2 separate regions of the Lactuca sativa genome follow, and region 2 is linked to region 1. A link is a contact called in public Hi-C data. All regions are on one chromosome and are shown on one strand. Each heading gives the region's core, a stretch centred on a gene start, on an enhancer-like site or on the middle of the called end of the contact. The rest is flanking DNA. Distances are from core to core; before and after follow the strand shown.

What was found. A called contact is a pair of places that touch in the nucleus more often than the background predicts.
Region 2: a Hi-C map of leaf shows a contact between it and region 1, with 10 times the contacts expected there. The contact joins the promoter of LOC111904912 here to the promoter of LOC111896226 in region 1. A contact is called at or near these places in 2 of 4 Hi-C or Micro-C datasets (both in leaf).

What each region holds. Positions count from the first base shown.
Region 1 is chr5:31,714,895-31,722,036 of Lsat_Salinas_v11, forward strand. It overlaps LOC111896226 (FHA domain-containing protein DDL), which reads right to left and starts at 4,925. Exons shown (of 11, transcript XM_023892237.3): 1 at 4,629-4,925; 2 at 3,727-4,302; 3 at 3,515-3,543; 4 at 3,352-3,421; 5 at 3,208-3,265; 6 at 3,012-3,104; 7 at 2,802-2,916; 8 at 2,672-2,719; 9 at 2,560-2,605; 10 at 2,335-2,405; 11 at 2,012-2,231. The coding sequence starts at 4,284. The coding sequence ends at 2,195.
Region 2 is chr5:32,116,454-32,123,014 of Lsat_Salinas_v11, forward strand. LOC111904912 reads left to right here and starts at 3,267. Exons shown (of 6, transcript XM_052763970.1): 1 at 3,267-4,087; 2 at 4,172-4,389; 3 at 4,469-4,636; 4 at 4,743-4,863; 5 at 5,060-5,131; 6 at 5,344-5,735. The coding sequence starts at 3,931. The coding sequence ends at 5,558.

The sequences.
Region 1 (7,142 bases), core at 3,675-6,174:
TGAATATTATGAATCACCTTAACCCAAAGTGTTTCCTCCTCGTTATAAAAAATGACACCTCCATTTAATAAACAACGCCCCATATTAAACGCTTTTAAACTTCCAATACCTAAACCACCTTTATCCTTGGAATTCAACACCAAGATCCATTTGACCAAATAAAATTTTTTATCTGAGTCACTACCTCCCCAAAGGAACCAAGAACGCAAAAGGCTCTAAAACACTATTCACAAACCCCCGACATTTTAAACATGGACATGTAGTAAATACCAAGGGTATTAATAATAGATTTAATTAACGTCAATCTACCTCCTACAAAAAGAAGATTCACTTTCCAATTAGCCAACCGCTTCTCAAACTTTTGGATCACCATTTTCCAATTAACCACACGATTCATATTTTCACCAACCGATAACCAGATAAGTAAAAGGTAAACTAGTTAAATCACATCTGTTAATAACAACCATCTCTTCCACCTGTTAAAACGGAATATCGATACCATACAAATTCGATTTCTGTAAATTTAATTTAAGGCCCAACACCAAGTAAAAGCAATTAAGAATAGTAATCAGGTTAGCAATATTTTGATCAGCATAAAAAAATCAGACAATGATCGTCTCTAACCACAACACCCTAAAATAAACCATGACTCACATTATCCTCTACCACCACATGCAATCCTTCCATAACAAGAATAAAGAGAAAATAAGGAAAAATAGTCATCTTGACGAAAACGTCTCAGAGGCAAGAACTCTTTTGTAGGGCTTCCATTCATTAGGATGGAGGTTCGGGAAGATACCAAGCAAACTTTAATCCATTGTATCCATCTATGATAAAACCCCATATGAGACATAATTTGTATTAAGTACTCTCAGCTAATCGAATCATATGCCTTATCAAAATCATTAAATTTTTCTTTTTTCTTTTATACCACTGAATGATCTCGTTCATTATCAAAGGACCGTCTAGCATTTGTTTGCCTTTAACAAAAGCAGATTATTCACTAAACCATCAATCACGAAAGCTAATCTATTAGCTATTTTTTTGAACGGCAAATCTAATCTACCTCTAAAACTACTACTTACATTCACTTATGTCCACGACGGGACATGAAGTCTTGAACCCTCAATTTCAAGGAGTAAGGGCAACACACAGCTGGGCTAGAAACCCTTTTATCTATTAGCTAAATGCTTAACAATAATTTTATATTGCACTCAGTTAAGCTAATCGGTCTATAATCTTTAAAGATCGAGGGACTATCTACCTTTGGAATCAAAGTAATGAAAGAAGAATTGCAGCCATTAGGGATGCGATGTGTATCAAAGAATTCTTCAACAAAGTTGCAAATATTATCCTTCATACGCTCCCAAAACCTTTTCATAAACCGGAATGAAAAACCATATAGGCCATGTGCCCTAACACTCCCACAAGACCAAATAGCAGCACAAACTTCCACTTCAAAGAACCTCGAGCCCAACACATCCCTATGTGCCTAGGAGAGATGCAAAAGCCCAGGTCAAGGATGAAAAGAAGCCACCCCGAGAACCTTTTGTATTTTTTTTCAAGAAACCAAATGAAATGATCTCTAACGTGAACAGGTGAAGTCCTCAAGGTTAATTTGATATTTTTATAGTAGATAAGGAAAGGAAATAAGATGCTTTGGGTATATCGCAATTCTCAATGAATGATAAAATCGGTTGGTTACAGAATATAATATACATTGACTGATTTTTTAACCAAACATTTTTGATGGAATTATCTTTTTCCTATTCTTTCGGAATCCATAAAACAAACAGACAGGCAAGCGTAAACGGTTTATTGCGCACTTGGAAAGAAAGAGTATGCATTCATAAGATCATCACTTTATGTCGAATAATCTAACACAAAAGACGTATATATAATTTAATTATATTCTGTTTAACAAAAAAAAAAAAAAAAAAAAATCAAAGATTCAAACAACTAAACTGTGTTTAATAACCTAAATCTAGTAACTAATTGCAAACAGACAAACTGTTGAATTGATGATAGATATAGTTTGACTTGAGGAGACTAACTTTTGTAATTTACCTCTTAACACCGGTTTTCTTGTTAAATCAATCAAACATCACAAACTAATAACAAAAGCATTAACAATATAACAATATTTGCCTAAAATCTTAGAAAATACTCCAGTTGTAGAACCCAAGAAAATCTTCTACGCGGAATTCTCATGCAAAAGTACATACTCTCGGCTGCAAAACACAAAAATAATATAAATATAAATATAAATATAAATATAAATAAATCATGCCACATGCACATCTGTGAAGCGGATAACAGCAATTAGCAACCTACCTGCTATTCCCAAACTTAATGGTGTCTTTTTCCATGAGTTCATAATATCGTTCAGCTTCAATACGATTATCCTACATTCACAACAAAACATATATATATATATATATATATATATATATATATATATATATATATATATATATATATATATATATATATTTATTACTATTAAATTAAACATCAATACATTATCATGTCATGTCATGTGTGTGTGTGTGTGCTTACATTTATGAAAGTCCCATTCGTGCTCCCCAAGTCCATTATGTAAGGCCTACAAAAGCAAAAATTCAGATAACATATAAAATAAAGTACACATTGAAAGAAACAACATTTTTACCTTATTTTCATGGCTAGCATGCCATCAGGTTGCTCCACCTCAACTTGCCTGAGAATTAACAGAAATGGAATATTCCGTCCAAAAACAGGAATAAGAATAAACAGGAAGTTGAGATGGTGATTATACATACCGATACTGAAGGACAGCATGCTGTTTGCTGCATGATGGATGGTCTGTAGGGATGTCTGCTACCCTTCTTTCTCTCCCAAATAGATAGCAGGTTTGACGATGCACATACAAAGGCTCTGTTTTTCATTTTTATTTTTTAAATAAAAACTCACATAAAAACCAATATTTGACTTTATATAATAAAAAAGAGATATGGTCAAACCCACCCTACCATTAAGCACTTCACCACCCTTGAAAACATAAAGCCTCCATCTTATTTCTGGTTTCCTTGCATCTGGTGGCTCAGTAAACAACAGTGTCACACCTACCATAAAAAAAAATATCATATTAATTTAGTTTCTTGAAAAATCTGTTTCTATTGTCTATAAGAAAGAGAGGGAAAAGAAGTGAACAAAAGACTCAATCACCCTTGACTCGATTTGTCTCAGCTGCAAGTTTTCCAGACAACTCAAAAGAAGGCTTTTGCTGCAACAATATTAAGTCATGTATGTCCACATTAAGCCCATTAAGTAAAAAAGGAAAGAGCAACAAAATGATTAAACTTGAATCACCTTTTCCTTAGTTGCAAGTGCCTCTTCAGCAGCCTTCATTTGTGCTACTGAATCATCATCATTGCCATTCCTAATCACACACATTATATAGCATTAGCATCTATAATCAGATCATGTAAAAAATATGGGCTACAAAAGTTTAAAAGTTCAGATAGGTGCTCACTGATGATCATCACCTCTTGAGTTATTTCCCTGGAAAATAAAACAAAATGGAAGTCAATAACTTCATTTACAATTTACAAATCATCCATGGAAACAAGAACAGTATAATGCTCGATTCAAATCATTATCTCAAATGTGCATAAACAGTTTTTTTTCATCAAGATCATATAGAAGAAAGTAGATGAGTTAAAAGATATGGATATCACCAGACACCTCATCACGTGCTCCTCTAGGAGGCGAATCAGATTTGTGTCTACTCCTGTGACCTTCTCCCCCATGTCTGGATTTGGAGGATCCGTTTCCATTGCCATCTGAATCCCTCTCTTTATGTGTAACCTTGTCACTTCCACTAACATGTCCTCTGCCTTTCATTTCATCAGTTTTATCAGCTTGGGCTCTTCTCAACCTTCTGGTTCGTGGTGATGGTGATCGAGATTCATGTGATGCAGGTGACCTGGTTTTACCATGTCCTCTTTCACTTGGTTTATCATCCTTATTGTTAGATCGATCTCTTCTTAACCTTTTACTCCTTGGTGATGGTGATCTTGAGTTTGCTCTTACAGGAGATGCAGGTGTCTGCTTTGAGGATCTTGTGTGGCTTGAAGGTTTCTCTCTCGATGGTGAATGAGTAGGAGGAGGATTTGGGTGGTGTCTTGAAGCCCTATCTCTACCTGGTGATCTTCCTGATCTTTCTCTCCTTGAAGGGCTCCTATGAGAAGACCTGTGATTCCTAACAGGAGATTCTGAATGATCAGAGGAATTACGCCCCATGAGGGAGGGTTGAAATTCCTGAAATTAGAGAATATATAAAGAAATCAAATAGCAGATAAACATGCTCCCCCTACATGAACTTGAACTGAAGTTCTAATCTTACATACCAGAAAACCTACTATAAGATGGAATTCTCAAGGTACAACATCAATTAATGAGAGTAGAAGCACAATGAAAGTACAAGCACAATGAAACGTCCGTAAATCAAGTGGCGTGTAATAGTTGTATAGCATGAAGAACAACAAAATTACCAAATTCAAACTTTTGAAGCATAGCCGAAAGAAATTTGAAACGAAATACATTCCAGTGTGGAAGAAAACCCTAGAAGAATGAGTGAAACATACCTGGAGACAAGACAAAACTTGTAAGGTGATGTTGATGGAGCACAAACGATAATGACTGCCTAATCTGGAACGTAGACGCAGATAATCACTAGCTTGTCAAGAGGAGTGAGCGGTGTTATGGAGAATACAGGGGTGGAGATGGCGAGAGCTCTGATTTTTTTTTTTTTGTGAAGATTGAGGAATCGGGGGAGGATGCGTACGCTGATAAGTGGGCTGGGCTGTTAGGGAAATCATATGGGTTTTCTTCGATCAATCCAGAATTCCAGATCCAGTATATTTAGGAATGGCAATCAACCCGGGTATGGTATCCCCCATTCCCGAACCTAGAACTTAAAATCGGGAGCCTAGCATGATAAAAAATAGAAAAAACATCATAAATGGTCCGTGTGTTTTTTTAAAATCTGAAGTTCAGTCATCGTGGTTTAAAAACGTCATAGCTGGTCACTGTGCTTGGAAAACTTTTGACGATTAGTCCTTATTGCTAACTCCGTTAAGTTTTGTCCGTTAACTGAAGGGTATTTTCGTCATTTCACTACCACAGGGACCATTTATGATATTTTCTCTTATTTTATAAAAAATGAAATAATATACAAAGGGGGTCCCACCTCTCTCTCTCTCTCTCTCTCGTATGAACACCACCACAATCCCTAAAATACTAAACATGTTCTGAATTTTGGGTTCTTTAATCGATGTATAGGAAAGGAAGGAGTAAACTTCATGGTTACTTCTAAACTAGTTGTCGATGGTTAAGTGCTACAATAAGGAGGTGGGGTTTGAGTTAATTGGTACAAACAACGGGGAAATGAATCGTCGTCTTCATTAAGTGGATGAAGAAACAAACGAAAAAAAGGAAAAATTAGGAATCTCCGGTGAGGCTGGGAGATCATGAGAAAGGGCAGACGTTGACCTCCGGCGACCCTCGTGGGTTCAATTTTCGTCTGATCGGAAGGGAGAAGTACGAACGAAATCAGCAAATGAGGTTCTCCGATGGGGTTTAATAGATCATGAGGAGGGAATAGCTGATCCTCGAGTGCCTTCATCTTCGCCTTGGTCATCGTCTTCATCTGATGGGAATGGAAATCGAACGGAGTGGTCAAAAGAGGTGGTCCGACGACTGAAATTGGTGAAGAAGAAGAAGGGTTGTTGGATTTTCCGACGGCCCTTCTCTGTCTGTTCGTTTCCGGCTAACGCGAAAGGGGATGGGAGGAATTTGGCCCTCACCTGTTTGAGAAAGAACTAGACAAAATCAGAAGTCGGGTGGGGGCGTGGGACTTTGTCTTCATCAGATTGAAGGAGAAGAAAATGAGAGCAACGACATGGGGTGTTCGAGGGTTGAGCTTCAACGGGAAGGGATCTGTTGGAGGTTGGGATGGAGGCAACAACCTCCTCTCTCTCATCTTCGCGTTTTCTAGCGATCGGAGGACCACCCACCTTCGGTGGGTGAGTCTTGGCAGTCTAATGAAGAAGAAATAGGGACAGCAATAGTAAGTATCGGGGGGTTTTTGTGAGGTGCTAAACAAAGAAGAAAACAGGAGAGTGAGAGTGAGAGAGAGAGAGAGAGAGAGAGAGAGAGAGAGGTGGGACCCCCTTTGTATATTATTTCATTTTTTATAAAATAAGAGAAAATAACATAAATGGTCCCTGTGGTAGTGAAATGACGAAAATACCCTTCAGTTAACGGACAAAACTTAACGGAGTTAGCAATAAGGACCAATCGTCAAAAGTTTTGAAAGCACAGAGACAATCTATGACGTTTTTAAACCACGGGGACTAAACTTCAGATTTTGGGAAAACGCAGGGACCATTTATGATGTTTTTTCTAATATATATATATATATATATATATATATATATATATATATATATATATATATATATATATATATATATATATATATATATAATGATAAAAAATATATACACTAATGTCTAAAAATTAACATGCTGGATATAGGTAATTGACGGTTATTATATTTTTTTTTCCAAAATGAAATATTTTTTTTATATGCCTTCATATCAATTACTAAACCAAATAAAAAAAATTATTATTTTTCAAATAATATATACATAAATATAAAAATCATTTTTTGGGCTATACAGTTACATCCGGACAGGTTTTTACCGGTTTTGTGTGGATTTCGATAGTCTGAGATTTTAAAAATTCGTGTTTTGATTAGCCTATATAAAATCTGATTTTTTTATATATAAAATAAAATTCAAATTTATTCCTACCAAATAAAGAGTTATAAAAAAACTTAATAAAAATCAGATTTTTTTTTTTTGAAAAAACTAGCTTTTAATCAAATAAATTTCTTAATTTTCTAAAACAATTTTTATTTGTACACTTGTATAACTTGAAGTCTAACTATCGCTAAAATAACATATTCGAATACTTCATCAAAAACATAAAATAAAATTCTAAAAACATAAATATAAATAAATGCCAAAATAATTATTGTTTTAAAAAAAAAATGTAAAAAATAATTAATAAAACAAACAAAAATAATAATATTA
Region 2 (6,561 bases), core at 2,017-4,516, 400 kb after region 1:
TTTGTTATCAACATACATTAAAAATTTTGAACATGTAACATTGTACTTATGTAAACAATGCTGGTTGTATTCTCAAAGATGCTAGATTTTTTTTTTTAGATATGAATTATAAACTTTGGTGTTATAAGGGCAAAGTTTTTGAATGAGTGAAAAAAAATCCATTTTAGTGGTATTATTTTAGTTATTTCTAGTACTTATTGCTTGCATTTGGTTTTGTGGTTTTGCAAAAAGTTTATTTTATGATTATGAACATTTATTGTTAAAGATAATGTGTATGAATGCCATAAATTCTCTAAATAATTATTGAAGTCAGGCTAGTGTTCATTAACTTTTTGTCATCTTTTTTCTTGGACTCAAAGATCTATCAGAATACCGACTCTTAAATTCTACCAAAGATTTTTGTCAATACATATTTTGTGTTTTGTTTACATGTAAAACAATGTATACTTTTGGTGTTTTGAGAGTTGTATTTAATGTAATTGTAATAAAAATGTTATTTGGCTTCAATTTTAACTACATTGTTGATCATGCTTTTGTAATGGTTTTTGTTTGAGATTTAGACTGACAATCCGCATAAAGTTGGGATTTTATTTTTTTTATAATATTTAAGTTTCAAAATGATCATCATTCTTGCAATGAAGGACACCCTACTCTTTAATATCATTAGCTTACAAGATTTATTTTAGGTTTAACATAATAGTTTAATGTTGTAAAAAAATATTGTTGTGGTTGTATCAATTATATTTCAATGTTATAAAATTAAATTTATTTAAATTGTAATGTTGAAAACTCTTTTACGTTTAAAAAATCAACTTATTTTAGCAGACTGCAGACATTAAAAACAAACAATCTTCTTCATACAAACTGAAAATTTTTGGTCCACCTCTTTTACTGCAAAGGTCTGCAGATAAGGTTTGCAGGCTGCAGACATTTTGATTCTGGAAAAACAAACAACACCTAAGTATTTAGATTCACGGTCATATTGGCGTTTTTGGCAAAACTAGCGGAAAGCTGATAGCTAATAGCGTTTTGCTAAAAGCTATGTGTGATAGCTTTTAGATTTGAAGTGTTTTGTTTGAACTAAACGATAAAAATTTGTAGTATCAAATGAGACTTTTGTTCAAAATAGATCGTTTTGTCAAACGGTAGAAGTTATAAGCTCTCAAACTTTTACAAACGTTTTGTGTCAAACACGCTCATAGTCTAATGTTTTCTTAAGTTTTCATTATTAAAAACAATTGTCATTATAAATATAATTACCATATATATTCCAAATTTATGTAACCACAATTATCAATATCATGGAAGACATATTTTGGAAATTCAAGTTTTTTAATTATGAACACGTTTATTGATTCATTAGTAAATGGTTAATTGGTCAATCGGATAATCGAGTCGAAAAAAATAAGTTAATCGATTATTTCGGTTTAGGTTTAGGTTCGAAAAATTAGCAAACCGATCTCTTTGTTTAACCTTTTATAATACGATTTCAATTCACTTAACCATCCAGTTTGTATATGTATTTTTTTATTTTATTTTAATATCATATATTACTTGGAAAAAACTTAAACGCCTTTCCATAACAAAACATCACTTCTATAATGTTGACAAGATTATTTGAATACAATATTTTTAAAATAATTCATATTGTTGTCTTCAACATTTTGATTATATCCTCGATTAAAAGTATAGAAAAGACAAAATTAAAAAATTAAAAAATTAAAAAAATAAAATAAAGGCTTAAATGTATTCAACTCCAAGTGGCAATCATGAATTCCATTTTTCGTGTAATATCATTTTCCTTTATAAACCATGATCGCGGAAATCATGAAACCCATTTTTTGAAAAATTCTATTATTTTATTGTATTATTCTTTAGATATAAATGTACCAAATTAAACTTTTTTTCAGGAAAAATATGGAACAAAATTATAGATTTTTTGAAAACTTCATTTAGCGTAAGATAAAGTCCTCATTTTGATGACAGTCTAAAAAAGGACCAAATGTCACATCCATATCTTTAAACACAATACTATTATCTTTTCATGTATTGTAACAGAAAATAATTACATATTTGACTTATAAATATCGTAGCGGATAGATTATTGATAAATTGTCCACTATCAAAACATGAGTTCACTAAAAATTTACAAACTTTTGTTTAACACTTAAATATCCTCAAATTTTCATACAACTACCAAAGAATCGGTTCTTCAATACGTCACATTTCATTAAATGCCATTTGTACCGTACAAGTCGAGAAGCATCATTCAAAACAAAAACATGTCTTGTTTATGTCATTTTCGAAAATACAGAAAGAATATATCACTTTCAAAGTCCAAATCTCTCTTGTGACAAAAATTTTAAATCATTTGCACATAGATTTCTTCTCCTAATTAATAATGCCGGATTACATGCAAAATTACACCCACTAAACGATGCCGTTTCACTTCTTTTGCCGGCCATCAACCCCCTTTAAAAACTTCACGAAAATCTTAGTGTTCTCAGCCAAAGTCCCGGCATTTCTTCGAGCCCTAATCACGTTACATGTTCATTATTTCACACACATCTATCAATGGATCAAAGAAGATTCAATAAGAATGCAGGAAACGAGAACCTACAAAAGAAACTGGCTGAGAACAGACGAAAAGGAAGTCGGGGCCAAGAACAAGTCCCTGACATTGCGGATTTCATGAACGATATGTTTTTCGGAGCGGTAAATAATGAGAAAAAAGTGTACAATCTCAGTGGTGGTGGCGGGGATGCGGTGGATGAAGAAGACGATTTTGATTCGAGCACTCGCAGTACAAGTAGCAGGTTGACTCAGGAATGGCTAGAGGAAGCGAAGAAGTTGATGGCTTCTTCGCCTGGCCGTGGGTCCACAAGAGCCGAGGGGCATTCACCTTCCCGGCTCGTTGGGTCGCCTAGATTCGGTGTGTCAGGGCCTAGACTGTCGACTTCTTCATTAACAGAGAGAGATCCTCTTTCTCGGTCTGCTAGAAGGTATAATTTTTTTATTATAATGCTTTAGTTTAATTTCTCTCTCTCTCTCTCTCTCTCTCTATATATATATATATATATATATATATATATTTATCTAAATACAAAAACAAATATTATGTGTTATAAATTGAATTAAAGAGAATAAAAGTAACATGTTATAAATGACTAGACTTGTAAAAGTAAAATAATTAGTGAAAAATCTATATAATACACAAATACATAAAAGGGATTTTGATGTTGAATGTTTGATGTAAATTGAAAATACAGACACAGGTCGGTGGATGGATTCACCGAAGAAATCTTAACGAAATCTTCGAAGCACAGTCACAGTCGTAACAACTCCCAGACCGCCGTGGAATCTTTTTCGAACTCTCCTCATCCACCCGCCGACGGTTCCCCTGCCGCTGCTGTCCAGAAATGGTTCTCCAACATCCTTAAACCGCCCATTGCCGGAGATTCAACGACTTCCACTGCATCACCACCTGCCACCACAACACCTCTAGACATTATCCCACCTCGAGTATCCACCCACCGCCGCTCTCGTTTCGAAAACCAATCTTCTCCACCACTACCACCAACATCACCCTCCCCCACCCACCACACCACCGCCGCCGACTCAACAGCTGCCCTTGTCCCACCTCGACTATCAACCCACCGAAGATCCAGATTCCAGAACGACCCTAATGCAGCTCAACCCCAAATAATACCACCTAGAAGAACCATTAAAACCACCGCCACCGCAACTCCGGTGGACACAAGATTGTTGTCTCCGCCTAAGCACCTCATTGAATCATCTCAACGGAGATCAATATCATCCTCTACATGCTCTCTTACAGAGAAACATATCCTTTCGCCGCCGCGGAATCTAGTGGAATCAGCTCAACGGAGATCGATTTCATCATCTACATGCTACACAGACAAAATCTCGATGAAATCTAGTCCTATACACGGCGAACCAAAGGATTCAGAACTAGGTCAACTGGATCTTAATGCGTTCTTGAAGGAGCAAAGAATCAAAATCCTAAAGCTACTGAATGGGGAAATCAAAGGAAAAGCGAAGATTGTGCTCTCTGGACATTCAAACAGTAATTTTCTATTCATTTAAGATTGGTAAAACGAAGATAATTAAAGACAAGTTTTAATATAGTTTTGAACGAACAATAATTCAGGTACAAGTTCAATGGTGGCAGCGATTTGCCATGCATGGTTGTTGGATACTCGGATGAGAAGCAAAAGGCATGCGGTGGTTGCAGGGGGCGGCAGCACCATGGAAATGGTGGTGCCGGTGTTAAATGTGAGAAGGGAAAAGATGTGGAAGCAGCGGCAAGCCGCCTGGCTCTTCCACCATGCTGGTGTTGATGCCGCCTCCATCCTCTTCGCCAACGAGGTTTCGTCTCTTTGATATCGTTATGTCACCTTTCATATATGTAACAGTTACTTAATTCCTTGCCACGTGTCGATACCAGATTGAATTGGAGGTGCTAATGATGAACAAACAGTTAAGCATCCTCGTCGTCGGGCAAGACATCCTCAAGAATAATGGGGAGGTTGGATCAAAGTGCACCACCCTTACGGATAATTATTGTGAAGATGCTTATGATCTACTTCAAAACCCCGTTTTGAAAAAACTTATGGTAAATACTATTAAATAACACGAACTGATTATTCGTTTCATAGGCTTTGTGATATTGTGGTTTTAAATTTTAATAATACAATACTAATTTATTACATTTAAATCAGCTTGCGGGTATTTTATTAGACACACAAAACTTGAACACGACAACTACTAAAGATACTGAGGCTGCGCGTTTGCTTTCCGTAGGCTCTGCACCCAACTATGGAAATAGTTTGTATGATCAACGTAAGTTTCACCTTCTTTTTAGTTTTTTCCTTTGTCCTAAATTAAAATAATTGGTCATGTTCCTAAATTAGCCACGTTTTCAATGCAAAAATGACGGTTTCGTCCTCAATAGTGATTGTTTTCTTTCATGGATAACTAAAGAGTTACTATGAAATTTATCCCACGACTCATAATAATGTCTAGATTTTGGTTGCAGTGACACAAGAACAAAGAGATGGTGCTTTCTTTGAAGCTTTAAGGCAGAACTATGGGAAACCTCCTAATGAGAGTATGTTTTTCATGCTTTCCTCATTGTTTTTGTATTAGTAAAATTAATTATTAAAAGGGATATGGCCCACTTGGAGTTGGTTCGGGCCGGGCTATTTTTGGAGCCTTTGACAAGACTGGTCTTTTTTAGGCCCAATCAATTTTCTGTTGGCCACAAGCCATGTTTGTGTTTTTTTTTTTTTTGTAAGATCGTGTTTGTACTTTATATTACAGGCAACCATGAGAGGATATCAACAACTGAAGACAAAGTTATCGAGAGAATACATGAATCCCCAAAAGCATTTGAAAAAGGCTCAAGAAAGGATCCAGATCAAGCAAAAACTGACACTCGTATACCATCAGGTATTGGTTTTCATCGTTTATATGATTATAGAATGACAGAAAAAATTATCTATAATTCATGTTCTATCACTCATTTTATCTTCTAACAATATAAGTTGTTTCTAACTAAAACCATTTTTCTCATGTCAGCTAAACCAAAACCGCCAGCAAAACAGACACCTTCACCAGCAAAATCAGGTGATGCCCCTCGCGACAAGGGAAAGAACCCGTTTTTCTTAGCAAAATGGTTTGGTTTCGGAAAGTGACAACATGTGATTCCATTTATTCTTTTCCTCTCGACGTGTGTATTCATATTAGATCGAGAAATGTTTATGTTCTTGTACTCTTTATTTAATTATTATTTTTGTATCAAAAAGTAAATAAATTATGAATCAATATTCTACATAGTGCCATATGTAAGAAACACAATCTTATTGCCAATTTGCCATATGTAAGAAACACAATCTTATTAATTCGATAAGTTGTATATAGTTGTTTTTCTTGAGTTAATCACTACAAGGAACGAAGTCTATACAGACAACTTTTTTTACACATTTGCAGACGACATGTCGTCGGTAAAACCTATACAGACGACTTGTCGACTGTACAAAGTCGTCGCTATAACTCCGTCGGTAAAAGTCAAAAATATCGTCGGTACAGATCCACCTATCCAGACGACTTGTCGTCTATACCTGATCGTCAGGAAAGATTTTCGAGGTAAAAAAAAAGTTTTATTATAAATCTATACAAACGACATGTCGTCTGGACAGGGTGGTTAACAAGAGGAAGTTAAGGAAATAAGGAAATGAGGCTTTTCTAATCATATATGTTGTTCTCTCAACATTTACTCAGATAAAAACTGGACTAACAAATTTAGCTCAGTAATCGAGATAAGATCTAAATAGAAGACACTTAAAATGAGGAATTATTGAGCAAGCTATGTGATCCGGTGTATGTTCTCCAAAATCGCAATTAGGGTCCCCAATCCTTCTATGGATGTGCATCACTCACACCCCTACTCTACCCCACACCAATCTTCATACATCACCCCCGTATTAGTTAGTTGTTGCCAAATGTGCAATAATCAAGTTTTGACCCAAAACCAAAGCA